Linked DNA regions of Sus scrofa: regions 2 and 3 are each linked to region 1. The links are chromatin contacts, called in public HiChIP or PLAC-seq and promoter capture Hi-C maps. All regions are on one chromosome and are shown on one strand. Each heading gives the region's core, a stretch centred on a gene start, on an enhancer-like site or on the middle of the called end of the contact. The rest is flanking DNA. Distances are from core to core; before and after follow the strand shown. Region 1 holds the start of ELMSAN1 (ELM2 and SANT domain-containing protein 1). Region 2 overlaps ELMSAN1 (ELM2 and SANT domain-containing protein 1). Region 3 holds the start of PTGR2 (prostaglandin reductase 2).

What was found. Promoter capture Hi-C pulls out the DNA fragments that hold promoters and counts their contacts. HiChIP or PLAC-seq counts read pairs in DNA pulled down with a chosen protein or histone mark.
Region 2: an H3K27ac HiChIP or PLAC-seq map of skeletal muscle shows a contact between it and region 1. The contact joins the enhancer-like site here to the promoter of ELMSAN1 in region 1. A contact is called at or near these places in 1 of 5 promoter capture datasets (fetal liver), 12 of 47 Hi-C or Micro-C datasets (blood, brain, embryonic fibroblasts and 8 more) and 2 of 2 datasets of contacts at active chromatin or transcription factors (alveolar macrophages and skeletal muscle).
Region 3: a promoter capture Hi-C map of liver shows a contact between it and region 1, with 2.4 times the contacts expected there. The contact joins the promoter of PTGR2 here to the promoter of ELMSAN1 in region 1. A contact is called at or near these places in 1 of 5 promoter capture datasets (liver), 3 of 47 Hi-C or Micro-C datasets (liver and skeletal muscle) and 1 of 2 datasets of contacts at active chromatin or transcription factors (skeletal muscle).

What each region holds. Positions count from the first base shown.
Region 1 is chr7:97,122,669-97,127,305 of Sscrofa11.1, forward strand. It overlaps ELMSAN1 (ELM2 and SANT domain-containing protein 1), which reads right to left and starts at 2,568. Exons shown (of 13, transcript XM_021099496.1): 1 at 1,632-2,568.
Region 2 is chr7:97,075,355-97,080,379 of Sscrofa11.1, forward strand. It overlaps ELMSAN1 (ELM2 and SANT domain-containing protein 1), which reads right to left. Exons shown (of 13, transcript XM_021099496.1): 2 at 238-1,915. The coding sequence starts at 1,680. Among named protein-coding and RNA genes, the nearest start is that of PNMA1, 26 kb to the left of the region's middle. Within about 2 kb of position 3,492, at least 52 of the 83 cell types and tissues checked have an H3K27ac peak or open chromatin away from gene starts, as enhancers often do. A contact at or near this core is called in alveolar macrophages, brain, embryonic fibroblasts and 6 more, where this site is marked.
Region 3 is chr7:97,172,048-97,176,745 of Sscrofa11.1, forward strand. It overlaps PTGR2 (prostaglandin reductase 2), which reads left to right and starts at 2,096. Exons shown (of 10, transcript XM_003128657.4): 1 at 2,096-2,251.

The DNA of each region.
Region 1 (4,637 bases), core at 1,318-3,817:
CCACCTATATACTTCTGCAGCTGACATTTCAAGGCTCAAAGTCTAGCTCACCAGCCCAGTCACACGTCTGACGTGTCCTCTTTGCAAGCAGGCCCCGATCCAGCCACCATGCAATTTTGCTAATTCAAACTGCTTTCCCGTTTGGGGAGGTCGATAGCCATCTCCCATCTCCTCTTCCTGCTGATGTCATCCCACATTTTCTACAGGCACAAATAAGGGTACAAATCCTGGGACAGCGTTCAGGCTGCCTGAGGTAGGAGTGGACGGATCCTGCCCTCCTGGGTACACTTCACGTCTCTGGCGTGTGGCAAATTGTCCGAGGTTAAGGGAGAGGCAAGGAAATAAATCATCTAGCTAAGGTGAAAGGCCAAAAAGAACTTGGCCACTGCAGCCCAGGCCCAGATCTGTTCTGGGGATTTGCAATGCAAATCTGCGTTTTGCTCGCTGCCACCGAGGTCTTGCACAATAGCCTGTGTATAAACATCCACGCCAACAATGCCTGACTGTGCAATCACGCTGTAATTACAGGCCGGCAGGAAGCTGATGCTAGGAACTGCACCATTCAACCTCTAGACATCCCATGTCGGAGTCTCCACGGTAGGGACCTACATTCCTGCACACACTGACGCGTCCCCACCGCGGGCCGCTGCTACTGCACTTGCAGACTCCAAGCCAGGGAGCCTGGGCGCCACCCGGCATAGGTCCGCCAGTCCCAAGTTAGTTTGCAGGGATGTCACAAACTTCTCAGCTGCTCTTTAAAAAAAAAAAAAAAGGCAACCCTGCGCCACGAGGGTACAGAGGGCGGCGGGAATCACCATCAAAGTTCCCAAGCACATTCACGAAGCCCTAGCAGCTTTTGCAAACAGTAAAGAGCGAGATGCCACAGAGTCCACTGGAAGCGGGTTTTGCAGTTTTATATAGAAAACACTCACATATGTACGTGGGTGTGCTGACAGTTTTTATGGCTAAATTGCAAAGTGTTAGGACTTAGTGATTACTGTCAGGTTCGGGACGTGGTGTAGGAGGAGAAAGGGTGGGGGGGGTGTCAGCGGAATTTATTCAAAAGGGACTTAAGGGGCAATTCTGGATTTGCTTTTTGGAAATGCGTAGGGTTGTTTTCCCAAACTGCCTAGTTGCTCTGCTCTTCGTCACTGGGGGGCCAAGCAAAGAAAAATGGGGGGAAAGTTCCTTTAACTTCCTTCCTGCGACCTCAGCGAGGGCTGCGAAGAGGAAGAGCACGCTTCCCTGGGAAGCACCGGGCGGGGACTGGAGGGCGGCTGCGCCCAGCCTGTGGGGATGGGGGGCGCCGGGCGGACAACTAGCCCGGGACGCAGGCCGCGGGAAGCCCCTTCCCTGCACCCCTCCGCTCGCCAACGGCGCCTGGAGCGGCCCGGCTGCAGCCCTGGCTGATTTAAGTCCCGCGGCAAACCTGCGACCACTGGGGCTCAGCTCGAGGCCCGGCTCTCGGCCGAGCTCCCTCCCTGCAGCGCCCTCCGCACGCAAGCCCAGCGCAGCCGGCCCTGCCCGGCCCGCCAAATCCCCGCCCGCGCGGCCAAGCTCCGGCCCAGAACGTTTCCCAGCCCCACGTCGGCGCCCCGGCAGCGAAGGGGGCGCCGAGCCCCGCGGCTCACCTGCGCGCTGGATCCCGGGGCCGCTCAGAGGGGTGCGAGGCGCGGGGCGCAGGCGAGCACGGCCCGCAGACACGGCCCGCAGACTCAAACTTTGTTGCTCTCGGGACGGCGCAGTCGTCACTTCCTCGCGGAGCGGGTGGCGCGGCCCGGGCTGTGGCCCAGCAGCTCGCGCGCGGTGGCGCGCCGGGCCCTGCAGCCGCCCGCGCCCCCGGCTCTGCGCGCCCTCGGCTGCGGGAGGAAGAGGGCAGCGGTCCGCCGAGCCTGCACCCCTCGCGGTCAAGCTCGCTCCAGCCGGGTCGTTTTCGCGCCGAAGAAGTGAAGTCGCGCCTCCTCTCAGGCTGGGTGGGGGAGATGGTGTTGGGGTTCAGGGACCCAAAGCTGAGGTTCCAGGAGAAACAAAGGGTGAGGAAGTAGGAAGAGAAAGTTTTTTCAGTGTGGCGTTGAGGCTAGGTCGTGCTAGAGAGCAGAGTGCTCTGTGTATTTGCTTTGGTTTGTTTTTTGTTTTTAACCAAATAATGACTAAACTGGACCTTAAAACGCAAGCCTCCTCTCCTCACGTCCCCTCATAGGATCTGCACGTTCTTCGTCATTTCCACTGATCATATGGGCACAGGACGTTCCGTATTTATCAGCCTTCAGGGGGCTCTTTCAGCGCCCAAGTTGGGGCTGCAAAATAGTTTCAAAATCCTCCCCCGCGATTTCCACCTCCTCCTTTACACTGAATTTCACAGATCTCTTTGGGGCCTGATGCATTCCGTGTTTCGTCATGGACCAAAAGTGACTTGGAGGGTAGGGTGGAGCCCTGACAAGAGGAGCTTCAGGCAGGAGTAATTCTGAAATTTATCATTCTCAAAATAAATTTGCTCGCCGTATTAAAAAGCATAACAAGAAAAACTATCTTTCTGGTTTCTGATAAATAGCAACAAAGTAGTTAAAGAGCAGCCTTTCGGGAAGAATTCCTGATCTGGTAACTCTGGAGAGAAAACGGGTTAGCCTTTGCTGTGGTTAAGAAAAAAAAAAAAAAAAAAGCAGACATTTGAAACTGCAGTGGAGGGCTTTCATAACAGAAACATTAGCTTCATTGTAGCTTGTTGTGAAAACAGGGACCTTTTCAAAGGTGGTTCAAAAGCATCAGTTAGAGCTCAACAATTTTCCCTTTTTCCCTAAATGCGGCTCCTACTAGCCCATTGGCCAGATCACAGAACCTCCCGTTCTAATGCTTCATCTTTTTACTAAAGCACAGGAAACCAGAGAGTTGAGTGAAGGCTTTGTCCAGAAAGGTGGATGTAAAATTGATAGAAAGTGACATCTGAGAAATGATCCCCAGGTCTGTGTTAATACCTAGTGGGAAGCCACAAGTGCAGACTCAGCCAAAGGTTAGGAGTGTGAAGATGGACGCTTTCCTAGCAACATAAAATCCCCCACATTGCAGCCTTTTATGCTCTATTCTAATTTCTACTGAGACATTATTAATGGCACATTATAAATATAAAATGCACCATGTAAGAAAAATAGTATTGCTTTGAGAAATAAGTGCATTATTAGACTCTCAATGATTATAGTCCTCTGAAATTTTTATGACATCACACTGTTTGCAGGGTGGTGCTGGAGGGTTTATCCAATTCGGTTTTGAAATAGAAGTAATTCCTTAATGCCTTCCGCTTAAAGCAAGCCATGACATAATCAAGAGGCGCAGAGAGAATATGTCACCCAGGTTTCTAAAAGCAATCACGTGATACTCCGTATTTGCCAGAACAAAAGCAGAATATTTCTTTGTTCAGTGTTGTGGGTCTGAATTCTCAGTCACAATTCCATGAATATTCAGTATTTCCGCATGCCGGGGAATAATTAGTAGACAGTGTAAAAGTGTGAAGGCCTGACACTTATGAATGCGCAGACACGTATTACTTTTTCTCTGCATAGGGCTGCATTTGCTGGAGTATCACAAAGCGTGGAAGGTATGGTGAGCACACTGGAAGACAGCCCCCTGCTGATAGTGATCCCCCCCCCCCACCTCCTGGTATTCATGCCCTGTGTAATCTCCTCTTCCTGAGTGTGGGCTGGACTAATTGACTCAGTTGTAACGTTCAGCATATGGCAGAAGTCATGTGATGTCACTGCTGAGACAAGGTTATAAAAAACCCTGCCACTTCCACCTTGAGTTCTCTGTTTCTTGTTCTTTCTTGGATCATTCACTGTGGGAGTAGCTAGCTGCCATGTCCTTAGGCAGCCCTGTAGACAGGAATTGAGGCCTGCCAACAACCACATGAGTTAGCTTGGGAAAGGTTACCTCCCCCTACCCCCAAGCCAATCGAGCCTTCGGATGAGAACTTCAACCCCAGCCTAGAGCTGCCTCATGAGAGTCCTTGTAGCAGAGGCATCCACCTGAGCTGCCTGGATTTCTGACCCACAGACACTGGAAGAAAATAAATATTTGTGGTCTTAAGTTGCTATGTTTTGGAGTCATTTGTTACACAGCCATAGATCACTAATGCATAGGCCAAAAGAGAAGTGAGTTATCATGGGCCCAATGACAAACCCACACAGACTTTCTGGGCCCTCACCTGGAAAGCAGAACATGGAGAAAGAGACAGGGTCCTGGACCAGACCTAGGTGTAACACATAAATCTTTTTTTTTTCTTTTTAGAGCTGCACTTGTGGCATAGGAAGTTTCCAGGCTAGGAGTCGAAGTCAGAGCTGCAGTTGCCCACCTATGCCACAAGCCACAGCAATACCAGATCTGAGCCGTGCCTGCAACCTACACCTCTGTTCACGGCAATGCTGGATCCTTAACCTACTGAGCGGGGCCAGGGATCAAACCCACATCTTCATGGATACTAGTTGGATTCATTACCACTGAGCTACAATGGTAACTTCTAACACATAAATCCTAATAACCGGAGGCCTAGCCCTCACACCTTTTACAGAGCAAAGGTCATCCTTGAATTTAAACTGGGTCAGCAGGTTTTGGTTGCTGCTCAGTCCCAGGCAGCCCTGGTACTAGGT
Region 2 (5,025 bases), core at 2,242-4,741, 46 kb before region 1:
CCTGCCCTGCGACATTGCGTGTGTATAAGCTCCATCTTCCCTTCAGGTATGGATACACCTGTGAAAAGATTCTTCGCATGCAGAGTGGGAACTCCCTGCAGTGGCTGGGTTCTTTATTTCCTTCAATGAAGTGAGAAAAGTGCCCTTGTGAACCTGAAGTCGCTTGCTCTCCCCTGGCCCCAGACACAGCTCGCCCTGCCCTCTGCCAGGTCTGCCCCCAGCCCACGCCCCTCTCACCTTTGTGTTTTGCAGTGAGGCCAGCTCCACTGCCTTCTGGGCCAGGGTCAGCAAATTGGCCTCCTGGGACGCCCGGCGCCTCCGTCGCGTGCTTTGGATCACCCCGCCCCGTAGCACCTGCCCACAGTCCCCTGTGCCCACAGCCCGCACGCCCTCCTCATTGCCCATGGCAGGAGCGTCCCGCTCCCGACCATTGGGTGCCAGTCTGTCCCCGTCAGACAGCAACTGCGACTCCCTCAGCTCCAGTGGGAATCTCAGAGCTTCAGGATGGGGCTGCCCCAGGGGGCCAGGTGGTGGCTGCTGCGGAGGCCAGTGATGTAGGAACAGATTGCTGGCGGGCTCCTGCCCAGGTTGGGTGCCAGCTCCATCCAGGGCGGTGGAAGGCAGGACGCCCTCCTTAGAGAGGCGGCGGGAGCGGCGGGGGAAGGCGATCTGGGCCTGAGGTAGCACGGGCTGCGGGGCTGACTCCTGCAGGAGGGCCTTGCGCAGTTCTGGGTTCAGGTCAGGGTTGGGGGGGAAGGGGTAGGGTGCCATGCTGTGGTGAGCCAGGTGGGACTGCCCCAGTGGCCCGCCCGGCTGCAGGCCAAAGTCCTGGGGCTGCTGAGAAGGTGGCTGCTGCATGGGGTAGAAGTTGTCAAAGAGCTGCATCTGGGGCAGGGCTGCCTGTTGCTGCTGCTGCTGCTGCTTCTGCGGCGGGAAGGCGGCAACAGGGTTGGGGGGAGGCGGGCCCTGCCGGAAGACTTGCCGGTTCACCTGGTGGCCGAACGCCAGCTGGAAGGGCTGCAGGGGCAGCGTCTGGTTTGGGGGCTTCTTGGCCACATGGAAAGAGTTCAGGGGCGCCTGAGGCTGCCCTACGTCCAGCTGCACCTTCTGTGGCATCATTGGCCGCACGGCGTTTCCATAGCGGTCCAGCTGCGGCCCCCCTCCCTTCTCCCGCTTCAGTGCCTCGGGGTGGTTATAGTAGGTGGAGACCCCCATGCCAGGATGAGGGCTCCCCTTGGGTCCACTGTAGAGGGGCAAGCTGTGGCGGTTCCACGTTGAGTGGGGTGGAGGCTGCCCGGGCTGCTGCTGCCAGCCGCTGTCACTGACACCCCCACCTCCTCCACGCTCTGGGCCCCTCCCTGGAGCCATCACAGAGTTGGGCCACTTGACTGAGCCCATCTGCTGGGACAACATGGTTCGCTCAGACCCATACACTACAGAGTTCAGCAGGGCCAGGCTGTTGGGAGGGGGCAGTTCCACAGGCTGGGAGGCAGGGACAGCCCCTGCTGGACCCTCCTGCCCAAAGTAAGGCTCCTCCTTGACTCTGGTGGATTGAGGAGGGGCCGGGGGCTGCTGGGGGGCTTGCAGGGCTTGGGGCTGCTCCTTGGGAGCTGGTTCCTGGTCCCCAAAGAGGCAACGCTTCCGCTTGTTCTGAGCCTTGGGCTGGGCCTGGAGGTTCATGGTGTGGCCAACGGGGCCCCGGAGTGAGACCTACTTCACCGGCTGCCCATCCCCTGGGGGATGGTCCTGCTCGAAGCCTGGCCCTAGTCCGGCAGCCAATGGGGGCAGAGAAAATGCTGGATGATGCAGTCAGGCACAGGGAGAAGGAACTGCTGGCTCTTCCTTCCTCGCTGTAGAGAGGCCCTTGGGCTTCTCTACTCTTCGCAGTTCATGATGCTCCACAGGGCTCTGGAGCCTGCAGACAGAAGAGCAATAGCATCAGCCACAGTCTCCCATGATGCTCCAGAGGTCAGCACAAGTGTGAGAGGAGGGCCTCAAGGGCCCTTCGGTTCCACAGCCTCCTGGGGACAAGCCCAAGGGCACAGAGCAGCATTGGTGAGGCAGGAGCCAGGACCACGGGGGAGCTACCAGAAGGCAGCAACATCTCCCAGGGTACCCTGGGGCTCTCCTGTTGTCCCACCACCTCGCCCTCTTGGTTAGGCTCCAGAACTGCTGCATTTGGTTATGTAACTTGCATGCAGCACAAAGATACCTGCCAAGGCTGAGATCCAATCCAGCCTGATCGCCTTTGGTCAAGCTGGGATAAGGAGTGGCAACGGCCATGGTGGGTTCTCTTCTCCTCTGAAGCCAGGCCTCAACCCCCTGGACAGCCAGGCAGGTCCTCTTACATCTGACCAGGCAGTAGCCTCCTCACCAGACCCAGCAGGAGTTTTGCCTCCTCTGACACTCCTGCTCTGAGACCTCAGACAGAAAGGGGAGGAAACAGGAGCCATTCCCAACTGTGCAGCCCAAGGGTTGGAAGCCCCACCAGGCCCTTGCAGAGTCCCAGGCCCAAGGCTAGGCCCAAGCACTGGTGGTAGGTAAGGCCCCAGAAGGGTGTGTGCAGTTCTAGCCCCACCCCTGGGAGGAGCTGCTGGGTGGAACTGTGGCTGCCGATTCTTCCCCTAACAGCACAGAACCTGTTTTGCAACCTCTGCTGGCTGGAGACAGGATCCAGCCCGGTGGCTGGTCAACAGTTCCCACCCCGCCTCCGCCACTGCCAAAGAGCGCCTGGCATCTGGAGTAAAGGAATAGTAGAGCTGCAATATTGCGGGTGTGCAGACTGCTTAGAACTTCTCAGGTCCAGAAGGTTTCTCCAGGACATGGCGTGACTAAGGGCTCACAGTGTTCCTGTGTTTGTTTTCTAACTTGATTTTAAAAACAAAAACAAAACCAGGTTGCTCTATTTATCCTGCTACACAGTGGAAAGAACTGAGACCAGTATTTTTCATTTACATGTGCTTTTATTACTTACATGCAAGTTATAACTGACACCTATCACTTGCATGTATTCAGACGTTTTCTTTCTTCAGAGAGGGTTTTTTTGCTGTTGTTTACTGTGTGAGGGGTGCCCCCCTCTGGAGGTTGGTGATGGGAGGGGGAGCAGCTACAAGATCCACCTCTTTGCCAAAGGAAGATTCTGATCCTGAGCCACTCAGTCTAGAAGGGGGTTGGGGGGGGGGGAGAGAGCTCAGGAAGCCCTGGGGACTGGATCTGCAGGTCCAGGCTGACCTCAGACGTCAGAACCGAGAAACTCGAGGTCACTGTTAGCAGCTCCGGGAGTTCCTAGGAAAGCCGCCGAGAGGAGAGCAGAACTGGGCACACGGGCAGACTCTAGTACGAAGCCCTGGCTGCCCCCGGCGATGCCCCGACCCCTGGGAGGCGGCCGCGCTATCGCTCCTCCGCAGGCTTCCGCAGCTCCCCAGCCCTTCCCCTCCAGGAGCAGCGGGCGTGCCGCGCTCCCGCCCCCTGCTGCCTCTCACTTTCACCCAGCACCCCGAAGGGGAGGAACTTCCTCCTCCATTTCCTTCCTCAGCTCCCAGGCCCTGTCGCCCGCGAGAGCGACGCTCCCTGCTCGCCCCCCCCCCTTTGTCTCGCCTCTGGAAGCTGCAAGAGGGGGAGACAAGGCGGACCCCCAGTCACCCAGACCCCGGCACAAGGGGAGGACGAGGACCAGCCGAGAGGGCTGAGGCCACGGAAACCGCTTCCCCGAACACCCCCCCCCCCCGCCCTCTTGCTTTTAAACCCTCATTCCCTGACAGCCAGCCCAATTCAGAGCGGAGCCCTACAGTCAGCCGCCAGACCGAAAATAACCCCGGGCGCCATCCTGAAGCTGCAGGGTGGGACTGTCCCGGCTCCAGATCTCAGGCTCTGCCTCTCCAGTCAGCACAAACCAGCTACAAGTACGTGTGTGTCTGCAGACGCAAGACCCAGGAAGGAAGAACGTGCAGGAGGGAGGGAAGGGGGGAGGGGGAGGGCGCAGGTCCACGTGCCTCCCGTGAACTGGGAGCCTCCCCTCCCCTACTGTACACAGACAGCCCCCCCCATCACATCACAGCCCTGTCGCCTTGTGAGCCACAGCACAGGCTTGGGGCTTGGAGGAAGGGAAGGTCCACGTGGCAGATGGGCTTGGGTGCACGTGTGTGTCTGAGGCAGGGTACCCAGGCACGAGGATGGCCGCTCAGCGGTAGGGGAGATGCCGGTGGAGTCCGTGAAGAGGGATCCAAGGTAGGGCTGCTCCTGCTCCAGGCCTGCTCACCTGCAGCTGCTTGGTCAGGTCAGGAAGGGCCAGGCTCAGCTGGTCTACCTCCCATCCCCCGCTGTGCACAACAAGGAGGGCCTTTCGTCTGGACGCCACAGTAGGTTTCCAAAGCTGGGCCAAGAATTGTTTAGAAGAAATCAAAGGGCCAATTCAGGAGAGGCTGAAGCTTCTGCAGAGGCCTCCCTGTCACCCCCATTGGAAGGCTGCTAACAGTGCTAAGAGCACAGACACCCAGGCCTGGGACCCTCAGAGAAGAAAGGTGGTTATCTAGGGGGATGGAAAAAGAGTGGAAGATGCCTGGGAACCCTAGAGGTAGGAGGAGAGGCACCAGGGCACGTAATAATAGTAGTAGTAGCAGCAGCAGCTAGTATATGCAATAATAATAACAGGAGTTCCTATTGTGGCCCAGTGGATTAAGAACCTGACTAGTGTCCATGAGGATGCAGGTTCCACCATTGGCCTCACTCAGTGCGTTAAGGATCCGCTGTTGCCATGAGCTGTGGTGTGGGTTGCAGATGCGGCTCAGATCTGGCATGGCTGTGGCTGTGGCGTAGGCCAGCAGCTGCAGCTCCCATTTGACCCCTAGCCTGGGAACCTCCCTATGCCACAGGTACAGGCAGATCCTAAGTGTGCTGCACATGTTTTCAAGACAGCATGAAGCTAAAGCAGGAAGCACTGGCATTTTAACCTCCATTTTACGGCTGAGTTAGATGAGGTGCAGAGGGGCTGAGTAACTTGCCAATGGTCTCATGAAAATTATAGTT
Region 3 (4,698 bases), core at 846-3,345, 49 kb after region 1:
CTTCTGCTTGGCAACCACAAGTCTGTCCTCTATGTGTGAGTCTGTTTCTGTTCTGTAGATAGGTTTATCCATGCCACATAAATAATATCATAAGTAATTTTAGATTTCACATAAGTAATATCCTATGGTATGTCTTTCTCTTTCTGACTTACTTCACTTAGTTTGCTATAGTATACTTTAGCATATCTAGAGACATTCAGTAGTCATCTATCCTTTACTGATGATATTAATTTTGATCACCAAAATCAAGACATTGCCTGATTTTTCTACTGCATAATTACCACTTTTTCCCTCCCTTGCACTAATACCTCTGTGTGGAAACACTTTATGACCATGCAAATATCCTGTTTCTCAATACACTATCCCTGTTATATTATGATTTATAGTAATAAGTACACATATATGGTCTTCACCCAATTCTGGCACTAAGCTCCTAAAGCCCTTAGAACTTCCTAAGTGAAGAGAGCATCCAAGTATCTTTTGCTTATGTTAATAAAGTAACTTTTGGAAAGCTGACAAACAACCTATGATGGGAGTTACTTATCACGGGAACCAACTAAAGGGTTAGAAGTTTGGAACTTTCGGTCACCTCACCACCCTACCCCCTTGAGAGGGGAGAGGGGCTGGAGTTTGAGTACAATTGCAACGGCCAATGATTTAGTCATTTGTGCCTGTGTAACGAAGCCTCTATAAAAATCCAAAAGGATAGGGTTTGGAGAACTTCCAGGTTAGTGCACACTTGGAAATGAAGGGTGACTGTCCAGCCTGGAGACAGCATGGAAGCTCTACACCCTTTTCTAGTATTTACCCTATGCATTGTTTCCACCTGACTCCTCCAGAGCTGTATCCTTTTTATAACAATTGTAATCTAGTAAGTAAAATGCTTCTCAGAGTTCTGTGAGCTGCTCTAGAAAATTGATTGAACCCAGGCAGGGGATCCTTGGAACCTCCAATTTATAACCTGTTTGTCAGAAGCATAGGTGACAATATGGACTTTCCATTGGCATCTGAACGCGTGTGTGTGTGAGAGAGAGAGCACGCAAGAGCGAGATAGCGAGCAAGCGAGTGTGAGGGGCAGTTTTAGAGGACTGAGTCCTTGTGGGATCTGATGTTATCTCCAGGTAGATAGTATCAGAATTGAGCTGAATTGTAAGACACCCAAGCTGGTGTCTGAGCACTGCTTGCTGGTGTGTGGGGAAACTCCCCTAATTGAAATTGGATGGAGAATCCAAATTGAGTGCAGAATATCAGTCTCCCTTAGACTTAACATCTACTGATAACTGTTTTTGTTTGTTTGTTTTTTAAGGCCACACGGGCAGCATTTGGAAGATCCCGGGATAGGGGTTGAATTGGAGCTGCTGCTGGCCTACACCACAGCCACAGCAACACCAGGAAAAAACCAAAACAAAACAAACAAAAAAACTACAAAATTAATTTAATGTTACAGGGTTTCTTTTCTACTTTGAAAGATTCTTTTTTTTTTTTTTTTGGTCTTTTTTAGGGCTGCACCCATGGCATATGGTCATTCCCAGGCTAGGGGTGGAATTGGAGCTGTAGCTGCAGGCTTATGCTACTGCCACAGCAACGCTGGATCCAAGCCGCGTCTGCGACCTACACCACAGGTCACGGCGACGCCTGATCCTTAACCCACTGAACAGGCCAGGGATTGAACCCACAACCTCATGGTTACTAGTCGGATTTGTTTCCACTGCGCCACAACAGGAACTCCCTGAAGAGACTATTTAAGGGCAGCACTGTCCCTAATTAGCTGAAAGGTAGATGGTTCAATCACAGCAATCCTCCAAGCCTCAGTTTCTCCTTTCATCAAACGAGGGGCAGGCCCTGTCTCACTGTAATACTCCAATCGGAGGCTCCTAGAGAAATCCATAAAACAAATAAAATTCTTTCAAAGCCTGCTAGAAGTGAATTCTCTGGTCAAGGTTGAACGATTTGCTCTTTGGATCCAGGCAGTAAGGGGCGGCCACAGGGCACCAACTCTGGTTAACTTATTAATACACTGCCCAGACAGCAACCAGTTTTTAAAGCTCAGCACCTTCCTGGCCTCTCCCGAAAACGTGGAAGCCCAGCAACAAGCCTAAACTTCAAGAGCCCGCCCCTGGGATGGGAGGGGGTGTAGAACTGAGGGCTAGTCCTGAGCGCCTGCGTACTGCAGTCAGAGGGCGGAGGTCGCGCGGCGAGCCCCTCGCCAGCTTCGCAAATCTCGCGAGACTTCCTCCCACGACCCTTGGAGGTGAGCGAACCTTAAGGGACTCCCCTTCCGAGGTGTTGGGGCTGCGGAATGCGAAGGTGGGTTGGTCCTTGGGGCGAGGGAGGGTCAAGGAATCAGGGTGATCTCCAGGCTTCCTCTGGAGCTGCTGGCAGCGTTGGAATTATTACCTAGGTCACTAGGATGGGGAAATGCTCGGGAAGAAGCTGAGGCAGAGTTTTGTTTTGTTTTGTTTTTGTAAAGAATTGTTGGTAGCAAGGACCCTCAAATGTGGTCGTAATTGTGTTTAAGGTGCCTTTAGGACGTTCACAACACATATTTAATGGGCATCTACCATGTGCCAGGCATAGGAGGTGAACATAAATCACTGAGCTAAGCAGGTATGAGGACCTGTCCTCTTGGTGCTTACTGTCTGGGGAAGTCAGTTTGAAATTCTGGGCTGTAGACGTAGATTTTTAGTACTTTACATGTAAGTGGTTGGTAGTGGGAACCATAAAGGAAGGTGAGACAGGGAAGAGCTATCTATGCAGGAATCGCCACATGCTAAACATGGAAAAGGAGGAGGAAACCAGAAGTCCCAAAGGTGAGGAGAGCCACCGTCCAGAAAAAGTGGAGAAAATTCAGAGATTTACAAATTTTGACCGGTGAATGGAATCTTTTGTGGCAGAATAATTGAGCAAGATCAGGATAAAGTTTGTTGGTTTGTTCGTTTTCCCTATTTTTTAAAGGTCAGCACCTTGAGAGGCTCATGTTACTGCAGTGGTGTTTGTTGTGTATTCATTACCAGTTGTGTGACCTCGGGCAAATTATTCATCCTCTCTGTGCCCCTTTTTTTCTCCTCTGTAAAATAGGAATAATGACAGTACCATCCTTATAGGGTTGTTGGGTGGAGGGGTTAAAGGAACCATGACTATTAAGTCTTTAGCCCAGTTCCTGGCACGTAGGAACATTCTGGAAGCAAGCTGAGAGAAGGAACTTTGCCAAGATCTCGGGAGATTAGAAGCAGGACTTGTGCTCTGCTCTTCCGGAGCTCAGTGCCCTTTCCCCTCTATTAGGCTGCAAGGTAGACAGTCGAATAATACACTCTTTGAGGGCACTAGAATTTTTCAGTTCATTGTTGCTCTTGTCTTATTTTGGAGTATTGGTTTCTACCAGTTAGGAACCTGCTTTATATCGTATCAGGCAAATGGTTTACTTGACGTCAGTCAGTTAGGACTTGAGGATTTTTTTTTTTTACCCTACTTGGAATACATTTAACACCATCCTGCCTTCCTTTGAGATCTAGAACTGGTTTATCATATTTTAGATTTTAATTTTGTGACTCAGTTCTTTATGTTTTAATTGTGCTGTCCCTTGTGCTATTGAGGGATACTGTGCGATTGTCCTACTTTAGTTGATTGTAGTGTTTGACGCTTGAAAACTTTCTAATGTAATACAGAGGGAGAAAACTTTGATAGTGTACTTTTCATACTGATCAGCAGTATTTGGACAGATAATTTAATGCAATAAAGCATACATTGAAAGTAATTAGAGAAAAGGGCAAATATGAAACTGCATTTGGAAAGATTCCTTTGATTGAAAATTAGCCATCAAGATGTCCTTAATCACCACTTAGGGTCAGTTATCTTTGGATCCAGTATCAAGTTGGAAAACTGTGCTTTTTTTTTTTTTTTTTTCCCACTGTACAGCAAGGGGGTCAGGTTATCCTTACATGTATACATTACAATTACGTTTTTTCCCCCACCCTTTGTTCTGTTGCAACATGAGTATCTAGACATAGTTCTCAATGCTATTCAGCAGGATCTCCTTGTAAATCTATTCTAGGTTGTGTCTGATGAGCCCAAGCTCCCGATCCCTCCCACTCCCTCCCCCTCCCATCAGGCAGCCACAAGTCTCTTCTCCAAGTCCATGATTTTCTTTTCTGAGGAGATGTTCATTTGTGCTGGATATTAGATTCCAGTTATAAGTGATATCATATGGTATTTGTCTTTGTCTTTCTGGCTCATTTCACTCAGGATGAGATTCTCTAGTTCCATCCATGTTGCTGCAAATGGCATTATGTCATTCTTTTTTATGGCTGAGTAGTATTCCATTGTGTATATATACCACATCTTCCGAATCCAATCCTCTGGAAAACTGTGCTTTTAACTCTTAGGTAATTTACACACAAATCGATTCAGTAAAAAATTTTCTTTAAAAAGTATATTTAGGCTAAAAGACATTATGGACTTCTTGCTGTGATGAAATAGGATGCACACAGCACCACCTTTAAAGATTCAGCCTGAAAAGTCTGAATCTGCATCTAATCAAACCTCTAGATTCAACCTAAAAAGTCTGAATCTGTATCTAATGAAGCCTCTAGATCTAACTACCAGTCAAGGATGGGAGGGGAGGTAGAAGAATGAAGTGAATAACACTACGAGGATGCAATCAAAGGACATGCTACAGAAAAAGAGATGAAGAAACGACTG